3 separate regions of the Sus scrofa genome follow, and all the other regions are linked to region 1. The links are chromatin contacts, called in public Hi-C maps. All regions are on one chromosome and are shown on one strand. Each heading gives the region's core, a stretch centred on a gene start, on an enhancer-like site or on the middle of the called end of the contact. The rest is flanking DNA. Distances are from core to core; before and after follow the strand shown.

Region 1 (4,307 bases), core at 528-3,027:
AGACAGAAATCATTTCATGTTTTCATGTGCCAGGTCCAACTGAAATCCGACAGATACTGAGCAATGCAGAGTCATTTCATGAAGACTTGAACGTATGCTTAGCAAGTATACTACACTTGTCCTTATAACACAATACAACCCTAGAAATAAAAACCAACATGACTCCAGTGACCTCTGAAGTAAGAAACCTAGATTTTACCACTCTCTGCCACCCACCACCTATGTGACCTTGAGCTGCTCACATTCTCTCTGGAGCCTCAGGCACCAGTGTCAGAATGAAGGTGTTGGACAAGATGATTCACAGTTCACCAGCAAGGAAAGGGAAGAGCAGTTTACCTGCCGACACTGAGTGTACCTTGCCAGGTTAGCCTCTGAGCTCCTTGAGGGTAAAGCTCTAGAGCAATTACTCATCTGTCTCCTGAAATATTTACCAGAACAAAACTTTCTCCTGACACTCCTGTATTTTATATGATTAATTTTATATATGAGGCAACTGAAGCTTGGAGTAATTTGTTCCATTCAGTTCAGGAAATTAATGGTGAAGGTCAGAACCTCTGTTTTCATAGGTACTCTCTGCCAGACACTCCTGCTTCATTGTAAAGCAGCCGTGGCAGAATGAAAAAGAAAAAAGAGAGTATTTTTCCTATTCCTGCATAACAGGAAGTAAATTGCTTAGGACTGCACAAAAGACTGTGCTTTCCAAAATAATTCTAAATTGAAATTTAAGGTGATTTCTATTTGCAGAGGAACAAGACAGGGGATGGTACATCTACAAATTGACTTTTTAACTTTTAACTGTAAGATTAAGTAACGTAATATGCACTAGCTTTGTATTTTTTTAACTAGAAAACATATGAGCATTCTCTGAAAGCATTTGTGTATACCTTTTTATAAAAAAATGACATAAATAGTTGCATATCTTTTTCTTTTTTTAAATGAAGAGATGAAACATTGACAAAACAATGTCTTAAAGATGAGATTTTTTTACAGAGCCCTTCACTGATTTGTTGTGATCAATACTTCTCAACCACCACTCACATATGACATTTCAAGAACTAGAGGCAGAGGCAGAAAGAGAATAGACATATACTTTTGAAACTTATTTTATTGTAGCATTTGCTTTTAAGAACATGAGGCAAAAGATACTGCAGCATCACACAGACAGCATAGTGCTTTTCTGGTGATGTAGTCAAACTTCATTCTGGGGTGTCCTTCTCAAAATGAAATCTAGTATACCATCAGAAAGCCCAGAACCATGATTCTAAGTAGCTCAGTGACATTCAAATAACAGTAATCACAGGTAGAGGTATTGCAGACTGCTGTATAAAGCCCAAAAACCTTATATCACTTCTCAATTTGAACAAGCTTGGCCAGAGGAACTGAACAGTCCTCCAAACCAAGGTCATACACAGCAACACATGAGTTCCAAATTTGGGGGAGAACACTTTCCAAGTCACAATTTCTAGCTAGTCTTGGAGGAAAGCTAGGAGGCTCAGGCTTTCCTGACCACACTGTTTCTAACTCTAAACAACCAGGTTAGTAAATAGGATACGCACATAACTAAAAAAGTCTATCTGAAAGTTTAACACGGTTTAGTGCGTGAAAATCATCTTACCTCCTCAAGCAAGAAGCCGGCAGACCTGCGAGTCCTTTGCACATCTTGTGAAGTGTGGGATTCACGTTAGGAAAGAAATGCAGCAGGAGGAGCTGTGGCTTCTGTTTTGAGCGCACTTTGCCTTTTCTCCCGGAAAGCTACTGTCAGAATCCTCTGAGCTTCTCCCTCCCAAGCCTGTAGGGGTCTCTTTTATAGCCCAGCCACGATGGTCCAGCCAATCAGAGGGCAGTTCTGCAATGCCATCTCCTCTCAGCCTACTTCTGCCTCTCCAGCCTCTGGAAGAGATAAGGAAGAAAGCACTGACGCAATAATGCAAAGTGAGCAGGCAGAAAAATCCTTCTGCAAAGTAGACATGCAGAAAATAAAAACTTGCTTGATGTCTCCATGAATGTCTGAGGTTTTGAATTCCCTGAAAAGGAAAATAGAAATTTATGATGCTACAAAAAATGGGGTTTATTCATTTGCCTGTAAAAACAATGTCAAAGAAACTTGCCTCCTGGAAGGCAAGGGGCCAGCCAGAGGTCATGGGCTTACTTTGAGACTGACTCTCAATGCACTTCCTATTTTGCGTTGGAAATATTATACCATACATGATCCAAAATGTGATCTTCACTGTTTCCAAAAGGGAGGGGGTAGGATCTTTGTTTCCAGGAAAGGGTTTACAGAATTTGCTTTCATGGTTGTCACATTCACACAGGGAATAGCTAGATGATAGACAGTTATATGCCTGGCAACATAGACAACTAGTTTAGAGAAAATAGATTAGCTACATATGTAATCAGCCTGACTGTGGAATACTCTTCTAAAACTCTTACTAAGAAAAAGATTCAGTCAAGCACTGACAATCTCTTTTGTACATGCATGCCTCCTGCAAAAGCTTCCAAACAGCAGCTTGAAGACAAGAGGAGGGAGTTAATAAACAAATATAGACACCTATTCTTATTTTCAAGTGGGTTTAAATCTTATTATATCTTATGCAATTCTAGGTATTCAAACTAGTATTTCAAAATATTGAGAAAGAGTGAGACAGAGAGAGAAGAAAAAATATGTATTTTGTTTTTCATGTTACCAGGGCTCACAGTGAAAATAAAAATTTCCAACCCCACAGGTGCTTCTGAACACCTAGTATCTTTTGTACACAATATGATGGATTGAATATTTCAAAGAATCATGCAGGTGTTTCACAACCTGTAGTTGTAGCTCAAATACTCACATCAGAGTTATAGAGGGATCTTCTCCATGTAGAAAGGCTATGAGTGGGGGGAGGAGAAAATTAATTGCTATGTCAGAACTCAACAGCTTTCTTTTTTGTTTCTGTTTTTGTTTTGCTTTTTAGGGGTGCACTCAGGCACATGGAGGTTCCCAGGCTTGGGATCTAATCGGAGCTATAGCTGCTGGCCCACGCCACAGCCACAACAATACCAGATCTGAGTTGTGTCTACAACCACACCACAGCTCACAGTAACACCAAATCCTTAACCCACTGAGCAAGGCCAGGGAGTGAACCCAGAACCTCATGGTTCCTGGTCAGATACATTTCTGCTGTGCCACAATGGGAACTCCTACTAAACAGCTTTCATTTTTAAAGCAGAAAGGACCTGATTATAAGATACAGTGAGTTGTACTTTACATATAAGAAGCTGAGTCATCTAATGGTTAGGTGAGGAAGATGAAAAATAAATGGGTTCCAGAAAGATGCAAAGGCATCCAAGAATATAGAAGGGAAAGCGGTAAAGAGCAATGCCCCCATCACATACATAACATCCCTCACTACCCTCACCTGTGCCCCAATCCCTATCTGTGCCTGCAGAGCAAGAAGATGGCAGAGAAATATAAAAAGATGTTGGGAAACATGATCTCCAGAAAATGCATTTAAATGACAGGAAAAAAAAATCTTTGATTTTCTCCTGTGAAGATAGGGGGAAACATGTATTAGATTTGCTACTGGACAACTTTTCTTTGAAGTACAACATAGAACAAATGAATTTATTTGTGAAGTCAACAGCCATATTTGGTGGTGATGTGGAAGGGACTATAGTGCAAAATAACAGGCCAAGGAAGGTAGAGCCAGGGAGATGGACCAGTCAGATGGCATTAAAAAGGAGAGACTAATGAAAAAAGAGAGGAGATTATCCAAAGATGGACCTACGCCTTCTCTGCTTACCTGGGCACCCAAGATAATGATCATTCAAATAATTTGATTTGGGGAACATTAAGTGAAGACCTAATAGGAACTTGATATCTTCGATCTAGACCTAAAAGAAGCCTAATTTATCATGACTTAAATATAAATAGCCTCAATAGATGAGTTGAGTGGGATTTAAGACAATATAGACTAACACCTTCATTTTATCAAAAAGGAAATTGAAAGGGAAAGTGGCTTGCTTAGGTTACACCTTCTTACCAGTAGACCTACTTTCTTGACACAAGATTATGTGGGTTTTCTATTGTGTTATCCTATCCCTCAATTGTCTTATCAAATGAGATAACTATGTAAACAGAGGTATTTCTAAACCGTAAAGTGCTGGGCAAATTTTTTTATCGATATATATTATGCACAGTAGATAACAAAGCAAATGATTAATTGTATACATTTCATTCAAGGAAAACTCACTCTGCTCAATTTTCTTTTGCTCTGTGACATCGGAAGCTGCTTACAAACCTCACTGCTCTAGTTTTCTATTAAAACCAG
Region 2 (4,307 bases), core at 908-3,407, 170 kb after region 1:
GATAGCATAAAAATCTTATAACAGTATACTTCCATTTCTTCCTATCTGGGTTTTGTATTATTGTTGCCCTGCTTTCTACTTCCATACATGTTATAAATCTCACAATACATTGTTACTTTTTGCTTTGAACAGTCAACTATATTTTAAAGAGATTTAAATAATAAGAGAAACTATCGTTATCCTTACCCATTTAGTTACTATTTCCTGGGCTCTTCATCCTTTTATGTAGATTTGGATTTCGATTAGGTGTAATTTTCCTTCTATTTAAAGGACTGTCTTTAACATTTTTTGAATTGTACATCTTTTGATAAAAAATTATTGGTGCTTCCTTATGACTAAAAAAATTCTTCAATTTACTATTGTTATTAAAAGACTTTTGTGTATATAAAATTCTATTTTTTTTTTCTTTTAACTTTAAACATCTTGCTTCACTATCTTGTGGCTTGAATTGTTTCTGACAGGAAGTCTGCCATAATTCTTATCTGTGTTCCTCTGTGGTGTGTCTTTTTTCACTCTTTTTTTTTTCCTTGTCTTTCTAGGGCCACACCCATGGCATAGGAGTCAAATCAGAGCTGTAGCTGCTGGCCTACACCACAGCCACAGCAACACAGGATTAGAACTGTCAGCAACTAACACCACAGCTCACAGCAATGCAGTCTCCTTAACCTGCAGAGCAAGGCCAGGGATCGATACCGTGTCCTCATGGATTCTAGTCGGGTTCATTACTGTTGCTCCATGATGGGAACTCCCTAGTTGTTTTCATAAATTATTTATTAGTTTTTTTAGCAATTTGATTTTATATACCTTGGAGTCATTTTATTCATCTTTCTTCAGCTTGGAATTCATTGAGCTTCTTGAATCTGGTACTTTGCCTGCTGCTACTAGCTGCCTTGGCTTTTCTGGACTTCTGCCTCCATCTTTTAAGGAGAATCCATTACTCCCTGTGATGTGGCCTGGAAACTCAGGAATACATTGTACACATTTCTGTACACACACTTTGGTTATAAAAAAAAAGTCAATCCCACTTTGAAATTCCAATCTCAAATACTGTTTAAACCCTTTCCTTGCTGGACTCCAAGGGACCTGGAGGAGGGTGGGATATGATAATCTGCCCTATCATTCTCCTTCTCCAGCCCCGTGGATGGACTGGAAAACATGGATTTTTTTGGTATACCTCCTCTCCCTTATCTTTTCAATATGTAACCCCCAATGTTGGGGTATATAAGGAAATAAAAGAGGCAGAGTTCTTCAAATATAATTGTGCTGAGGCATTATTGTTTTTTCCCCAACCAGTCCTTCTCCAGCTGGGAAGGAGGTGTCAGTATCCCCTTGTGTAGACATCCCCTTCTCTATGACGATTTTCTTGGGACCCCATTCCCTTCATTTAAATTTTGGAGGTGGGAGAATTACCTCATGAGAGGGGATGGTAAAGGCATTACCTCCTACTGAGAGAATAATGGATTTTCAACTCCCTCTCCCCAGTAAGCTCCTTATAATAGCTTGCTTGCTAGGTGATGACTGTGGGCCTATTTAGCTGTCTCTCTGTAAGCTTTGGGGGAATTAATAGGCCTCTGTGCTAGCAGGTCTTTTTAGACTGTGGGACATTAATGCCTCTTGTTTTTAGATGAAGCTCTAGGGCAACAGTAAAAATCCCACTTAATATCTTATTCTATAGCCAATATAGTTCAACTGGCCTTCTACCACAGAGTGCAATATATGATCACAAAAGCTGATTTAAATTTCATTTTGCCTAATTCCATTTTGACAACTTTGGACATCTTAATAAGCCCTGAAGTACACAAAACATGGATAGAAGCCTAGGAAAAGTAGTACAGTGTGCAAGAATACAAAGTAAACAAATTAACTACTCTCCTGCATAAAATGTGCACATTCTGACAAAAAAAAAAAAAAAAAAAAAAAAAAGCCTTCTTATGGAACCTGATCTGGTTTCCAAGAAGTAGGAATGGGTGTTGTGAGGGGAGGTAGGGAGCAGTATGGCAAAAGAGGGGGGGGATAGAGAAGGGGGATGGGGAGAGAGGGGAGAGAGACTGAAAACAGAGTAAGACGCTCCTTGCTTTCATTCTTGGCTCCCATGGACACAGCCCAGGAGCACTGCGTGCCCCTCTAGGGGAGGGCTGGAAGCTGGCAGGCTTCCTTAACTCGAGGAGTTATTTCAAGCTCTGGGACTGGTGCCCACACCCAGGGAGTTAGCATTCCTGACCAAGGAGGTGGCATCGATGAGAGCTTTCAAGTATATTCATCATTCTCCCCTGCAGCCCTCTCCAAAGACCCCTCCCCTCCCTTCTTCCCCAACACTAAACCCCTTCATTTACTGAAGAAAAACAGGCTCATTAATCCAGGCTCAGCCTGGCATACCAAAAGAAGCAGGCAACAGTTTTACGGTGAGAACCCTGGATTTGTAGGTAAGTGCTACTCACCGTGTTCTTCAGTAAAAGTTTATTCTACACTTTAGGCTGAAATCAAGCTGTCTTAAAATTTCTTTCCTGTGTCCTGACCTTATCTCCCTTTTAATACTAAGTTTTTTTTCCAGTGTTATTATAATCAAAGCTTTTTGATAACAGCTGATTTATATCTCAGGTACGTATTGTGCTCTTAGCTCTGAGATACATATTGTGAAGGATGCAAAGAGGAGGAAAAATGGGTGTCCCTGACTGTTAGTGCAGAGTTCAGAGGAGGAAGATGGGTGAAGGCAGGAAGAGGAACTCCTGCACAATCCAAGTGGTCTCACCAGAGCTGCCCAGACTACTTGTTCTGAATGCCTATATTATTTTGTGACCAGCAGATCCTACTCTTTCTACTTTTTGCAATATTGATTGCTCAGATTCGGCATGTACCATTAGACTCCAGAGTTGAAATCTGAAAGTTCTTTGAAAGCAGGAATTGTTTCTCATTCACCACTTTTCTTAGCCCTCAGCACAGCTCTTGGCACATAGCAGAATTACAGGCTACTATGTGTGGACCTGCACATACATGAATTAGTGAACTAAAGGGGCCCTAGAATGGCTCTGTCCTAAGTCCCCAAATCATTTACAGACCTCTGAACAGGCTTTCAAGGAGTCTCTAAAGAACAGTAGAAAGGACTTATAGGATGAATAATGCCTTATGTATGGAAAGTGTTTCTATTATTTTTGCCCAAAAAGTTGTTCATATTCTTTTTATTTGATCTTTGCAGCAATCTCATTGGTGGTTGTATAGGGAAACTATCGTCTATCACTATATTATTGGCAAGGAGACTGAAGTTCAGAGCAGTTTGCTCTCAATACTTCTGTGTCACTCTGGAAACTCATGTTGCCATAGGGCAGTTTTCCAATAGTGTGACTTCATCTGACCTGGCAGCTGTGCGTTTAGAAACACACGGGATTCAAACACTGATCTCTGATTCAAAGCCAGGGGACAGAGTTCCTGTTTTGCTTTCTCAGGTCTGTCACAGTGCCTGGAAGAATCTTGTTCTGTCATCTCTAGACCATGAAGAAGATGGAGAGACACATGGTTAGGGGACCACTGCATAAGCACTTCGATTTGGAAAGGAAGAATGCCAAGCAGGCTGAAGCCAGACTCAGCCAAAGACTGCAGAGATTAGACGATATCTGCCTGTACTATGTGAAATCGTTGACCAGAGAGCAGAGACAGCTCCAGAAAGAACTGCAGAGGTTGCAGCAAGGTAGGCTTCCAGGACAGGGAGGGGAAGAGCAGGGCAGCAAGCCAGTATTTGGCTGTGGCGAAAGTAACATCCCCATCTCATGATGAGGGCCCTTTCAGAGACATGGACACCAAGGAAGTGAGAACTTCTCATTTCAACCTGGACTTTAGGCCACCCACCCTCCCATGTCCCACCCTTCCTGGATTACACACCTCCCTAGAGCAGCCCACATGCAAAGCCAGCACTTCTCAGGTTCCCAGTCACGTCAGTCTTTGAAATGAACTCTTTCTGGCTTGAAGCCTTAGTGTTCTACCCTCTTATTTTATTTTCATTCTGCTTTCCTTTCACTATATCTGGGTTGACTTGGTTTCACCTCTTTTCTATGCATGGTCAACAAACATTCATCGAGTAACTATAATAATGTGCAAGTCATCTTATGAAAGGGAAGCAAAAAACAAACAAACAAACAAACAAAAACCAAAAAACCCAACCAAGTCCCTGGGATTAGTGACCAGAGACCAGTGTGCAACAATGGCTGAGCTCTGATAGGCCTGAGCAAGGAGCATTTGGCAGTTTTCAACACTTACCAGTCTCAGAGTCAGGCCCTTTCTTTCTTCTGCAGAAAGTGAATTTCCCAACTACCCTC
Region 3 (4,307 bases), core at 480-2,979, 150 kb after region 1:
CCAGCCTATCATACAATAAGAGCCATCATAAGTTTCCCAGTACCCTAGGGTCCAGGTCTTAATTGGTTCTGGCCCAGAGCTAGGAGGATGCCCATCCTGGCTATTTTTGTCCTAGGATCAACCCTTGCCAGGGCTGGCCTCACAGGCATGTGACTAGTGTGTCACACAGGACCTTATGCTCAGAAGGGCCCCGTGCTAGGGTCTTAATTTTCTGTGTTAACCATCTTGAGATTCCTAATAACCCCATCTTTGAATTTATATTTTGTAAGTGAATTCTGACACTACAGTGGAGCATGGGCTGGTGATTTGGAACCTTGGCCAACCTGGTTGTCCTCTCACCTCACCATCTCCCTGGGACAGATTCTTGGCTGCCCTCTTCTCACCCTGGCTCTGTTACCACACCCATCCTCTGCCCAGAGCCTATAAGAAAGGGAAGACCCTGATTCTGCAGTTGAATTTTGCCCCCAGGGGTCCTGGCATGGATTAAAGGATAGTAAGGATGGTCTTCTGGGCTGGGCAAGGCAGTAGCCATATATCCACACCTAGACAGGCAGCACCAAAGAGATTTTGGCAAGTGCCTGGGGGTGACTGGAAGGGAGTCTGGGAGTGGAGTTTTTGCCATGTCCCTATGCAGAGTTTGACATCTCTTGGCATCTGCCTGTCTGCCAGGGTCTGGGGGAATAGGCCATGGAAAGGGAGTATCAATTTCATCACCCCTGATCATGGCCCACATTTTCATTTTGCACTGGGTCTGCAGATTATGTAGTGAGCTCCAACCCTTTCTCAGGATGATTTGCCACGCTAATACCAGTTACCTTTAGGGAAAACCCTATTTCTACCACAAGAGTATGTTCAGACTCCTCCAATGGCAAGGTCCTTAGATTTTATCTGTGATTACCTTATAAGAGATACTGAGCAAATAAGAAATCATGATATCACAAGGTTTTATACATAATTTAATTCTAAAAAGTGGCCCTTTGGGACTCCATTCTTCCAAGGCTCCATCATGACAATAATAAAGGTAAGGAGACCAGAGAACCATAGATGGTCTAGTTTTGTTTTACAATTGGAAACCATGAGGGAAAATATTGTTCAGGAAGGTTCTGATGAAAGAGAGGACTTTCTGATGAAAGAGAATACTAGAGTAAGACACATTAATTCAATAAGCTACATAAAGCCTTAGAAACCTTTTGAGCAAGGGAGAAATAATTTTCTAAACAGAAAATGAATTTCATAAAGGTGAGCTTTAGGACATAATTTCTTTGGCCACACTATCTAGGAGGCAGCCTACATAGCCATGGAAGCATCATCTCCTATTCTCAAACATAAACATGACTATAGACAGTCTGTCATCCCACTTGATGCTCCCTCATATGTATTTTGGCCCTGGTCATGTTTACTTACATAGGAGGTCTCCGCCTCAAAATATTCATGAATAAAGGGAGCCATCTTTATCAGATGGGGCCAGTGGAAAGGTTTCTAAGGAACACTGTGCTTTCCCCCCAAAATTACAACTCAAACCAAACCACTTCCTTTCCCTTCTTCCCGCTCGCTCTAAGAGGTAAATATTATCATTAATTATCCAGAGGCAAACAATTCCTTGTCATGCTTTGCATGGTTTTTACTGTCAATGTCTCAATGTTTACATGTTACTCCTTTTCCATAATTGTACTGAGGTTTTTGACGAAGCAAAGAGGCCACTTGCATGATCTGCTTTTTCAATAGCTCTTGGCCGCTCTTTCCTCCTCTCTGTGACTCAGGCAGAAAGTATTGGTTGAAGAAGTGGGAACACTGCTCACAGCTGGGAGGAACAGAAGGGACATTGTCTAAAATAGACCGAAATTTTTCGTCCTCCCTTCAGATGGTGGGACCTGCTTCAAAAAAAGTTCCCAAATTCCACCTACAAGGCAGTTCACATCCTAAAAGTCCAAAAGAGGTTGTGGTTATAAGTTTCACCCGTGGGTGGGACTGTGCACCCCCTCAGTAATAGAAAAGGCATCCTATTCATCTCTTAATCTCTAGGATTTGGCACAGTGTTGAATTATATTAGGTGAAGAATAAATATTTGTGGAGGGAAGAGATGAATAGACTAGCAATTACAACACAGTAAATAACGTGAGGGTTTTTTCTTCCAAAGAGATCGCCATTAGTTTTAAATAATTTTTCTGAAATTTATTTTTAGCGCAGAGATAAACACGGTGCGAATTGGAGGCTGTGAGCCTCCTGAGGTCAAGCACCAAACGTTCGTAATTTCACTGCTGAGTGTGGTGCCAGATGAGGGGTAGTCAGGGGTCAAGCATTATTTGTGAAATGAAAATGCCTCACTTCCTATGACTGCACTGAGTCGAGTTAGGTCATCAGCCCCTCGTTAGCATAAATGAACTTCCTTGATTGTCCATGATTTTGGAAGCATGACTAGGACCAAATCCCAGAGTCTTCATGAATCTTAGAGTAGTCTGTCCTAGTGAGTCCCCTCTGCCTACTTTTTCAGAAACTCCACAGGCTCTGCACATTGGTGAGCCTTGCAGACCCCTACCTTCTTCCTTGGTGGATGAGAGCAAGAAAGTGCTGGGCAAACCAGTCAGGATTAACCAGCCTTGAGCAGGGGCCAGAGAACTCAGCCATCTCCCTCAACCACTGACTTTCCCACTCACTGTTTCCCCTGGGGCCTGAAAGATAAGCTCCAAGTAGGTTAAACACCATAGTGATGTGTGCCTTAAAGCATGAAGGAGAGCCAGGAACCCCTCAACTCTGCAAATCCCTAATCAGTAGAGACAATTCATCAAAAACTGTCAACTTGCCTGAGCAGCTGATTGGTTTCAGAAACTCTTTTGGTTTAGACCCACGAAGGGCAACAGCCCTGGAGAATCTAGCTCTGGCCTGTGGGAGAAAGGACACAAATTTTTGGATTGTTTCTATCTCCAACAGGCTGTTATTAGAAGATGGATACCATTGATCTGATCTAGACTGTTTACAAGAAGTACCAAAATAGAAACAGGAAGGAGCAGGGTCCAGCTGAACTGGAATCCATCGCCCACATAGTCAGGCACCGGAACTAAATTATTGTGGTTAAACTTCCGTTGGACCCTGAGGGATGTCTACCTCCAAACACAACCACTGAGAGAGGAAAACAACTTCCACGGAGGGACAACTCAGCCTCATACCCACCTCCTCCCCCAAAGGGCTCTGTCAAGTTTCCTGAAAACACAGCAAGACATTTAGATTGAGAAAACAGGAGCATTCTCCTCAGCACAAACCCATCATTGTTATCTGCAGGGCAGTAAGCAAAGGTAGAAACACCAGTTTCTGTGATACTGTTGCTTGACAGATCTCTCCTTTCTGGGGGGAATGTACAGGAGATGCACAGGAGATAGGCAAGCTCAAGTTTGAGTTTTGGAATGTAATTTTTTTTCTTTTAAAAGGTTATGTACATTTGCTACTGCATTACAGCTCTCGAATACATTCTATATTCTATAGAGGTATGACAAATCATTTTTTGGCAAAAAGATTCAGCATGGAAAGGGTTATCAGGACAGCCATCGATTCAAGAAAGGGATCATTCATCAGCTTCTGATCACAAGATTATAAATAATAAGGGCCATTGCTTTTGATGTATAGAGAGTAGCCCAGTGATCCTGAAAGGGTGACCCCCAGATCAGCATCAATATCATCTGGGAACTTGTCAGAAATGCGCATCTCTGGGCCTCACCCCAAACCTACCAAATTAGAAGCTCCGAGGGTGAGACCCTACAATCTGTATTTTAACAAGCCCTCAAGGTGATTACAATGCATGCTTAAGTATTAACAGTAATCATCATATGAATGTCTGCCTCCCAGCCCCAAGGATATTCTTGTTTAATTGGTTTAGGGTCTGACTAGGATGTCTGTGAGGTCCCCTGGTGATACTAATGCATAGGGAAGTTTGGGAACCACCAGGTTAAGAGTAAAAAATTGATCTCTATATAGGTCTCTGATGATTTCTTGTACTTGGCATGTGAAGCCACCTCAGTTTTAAAGAGTAAACTTTCAAGGAGTCACTCACCTTTCAAAAAGTTGATACAGAAACGTAGGTAGACGGGATGCCACCAGGTGAGAGCACAGTGCTGTGGCCAGGTGTTAAATTATTCTCATTTACTGAGTGCATGGGGGACCCTGAGCTCAAATAACAAGATATTTTACCACGGATCTGATACTCCTTTTTAAAAGTACAAATATATTTACCAAACAATGTAAATATCAACAACACAGAAAAGAGGGTCATGGACTTGGAGAATAGACTTGTGGCTGCCTGATGGGAGGGGGAGGGA

The links. Hi-C and Micro-C count contacts between places; a contact is called where the count stands out from the background.
Region 2: a Hi-C map of liver shows a contact between it and region 1, with 4 times the contacts expected there. The contact joins the promoter of CCDC190 here to the promoter of RGS4 in region 1. A contact is called at or near these places in 1 of 5 promoter capture datasets (liver) and 8 of 47 Hi-C or Micro-C datasets (embryonic fibroblasts, liver, omental adipose tissue and 3 more).
Region 3: a Hi-C map of embryonic fibroblasts shows a contact between it and region 1, with 4 times the contacts expected there. The contact joins the enhancer-like site here to the promoter of RGS4 in region 1. A contact is called at or near these places in 8 of 47 Hi-C or Micro-C datasets (brain, embryonic fibroblasts, fibroblasts and 3 more) and 1 of 2 datasets of contacts at active chromatin or transcription factors (skeletal muscle).

Annotation. Positions count from the first base shown.
Region 1 is chr4:87,388,687-87,392,993 of Sscrofa11.1, forward strand. RGS4 (regulator of G protein signaling 4) reads right to left here and starts at 1,778. Exons shown (of 5, transcript NM_001185184.1): 1 at 1,616-1,778. The coding sequence starts at 1,659.
Region 2 is chr4:87,557,870-87,562,176 of Sscrofa11.1, forward strand. It overlaps CCDC190 (coiled-coil domain-containing protein 190), which reads left to right and starts at 2,158. Exons shown (of 4, transcript XM_003355080.4): 1 at 2,158-2,423; 2 at 3,484-3,682. The coding sequence starts at 3,487.
Region 3 is chr4:87,536,757-87,541,063 of Sscrofa11.1, forward strand. No RefSeq gene overlaps it. Among named protein-coding and RNA genes, the nearest start is that of CCDC190, 21 kb to the right of the region's middle. Within about 2 kb of position 1,730, at least 11 of the 83 cell types and tissues checked have an H3K27ac peak or open chromatin away from gene starts, as enhancers often do. A contact at or near this core is called in embryonic fibroblasts, where this site is marked.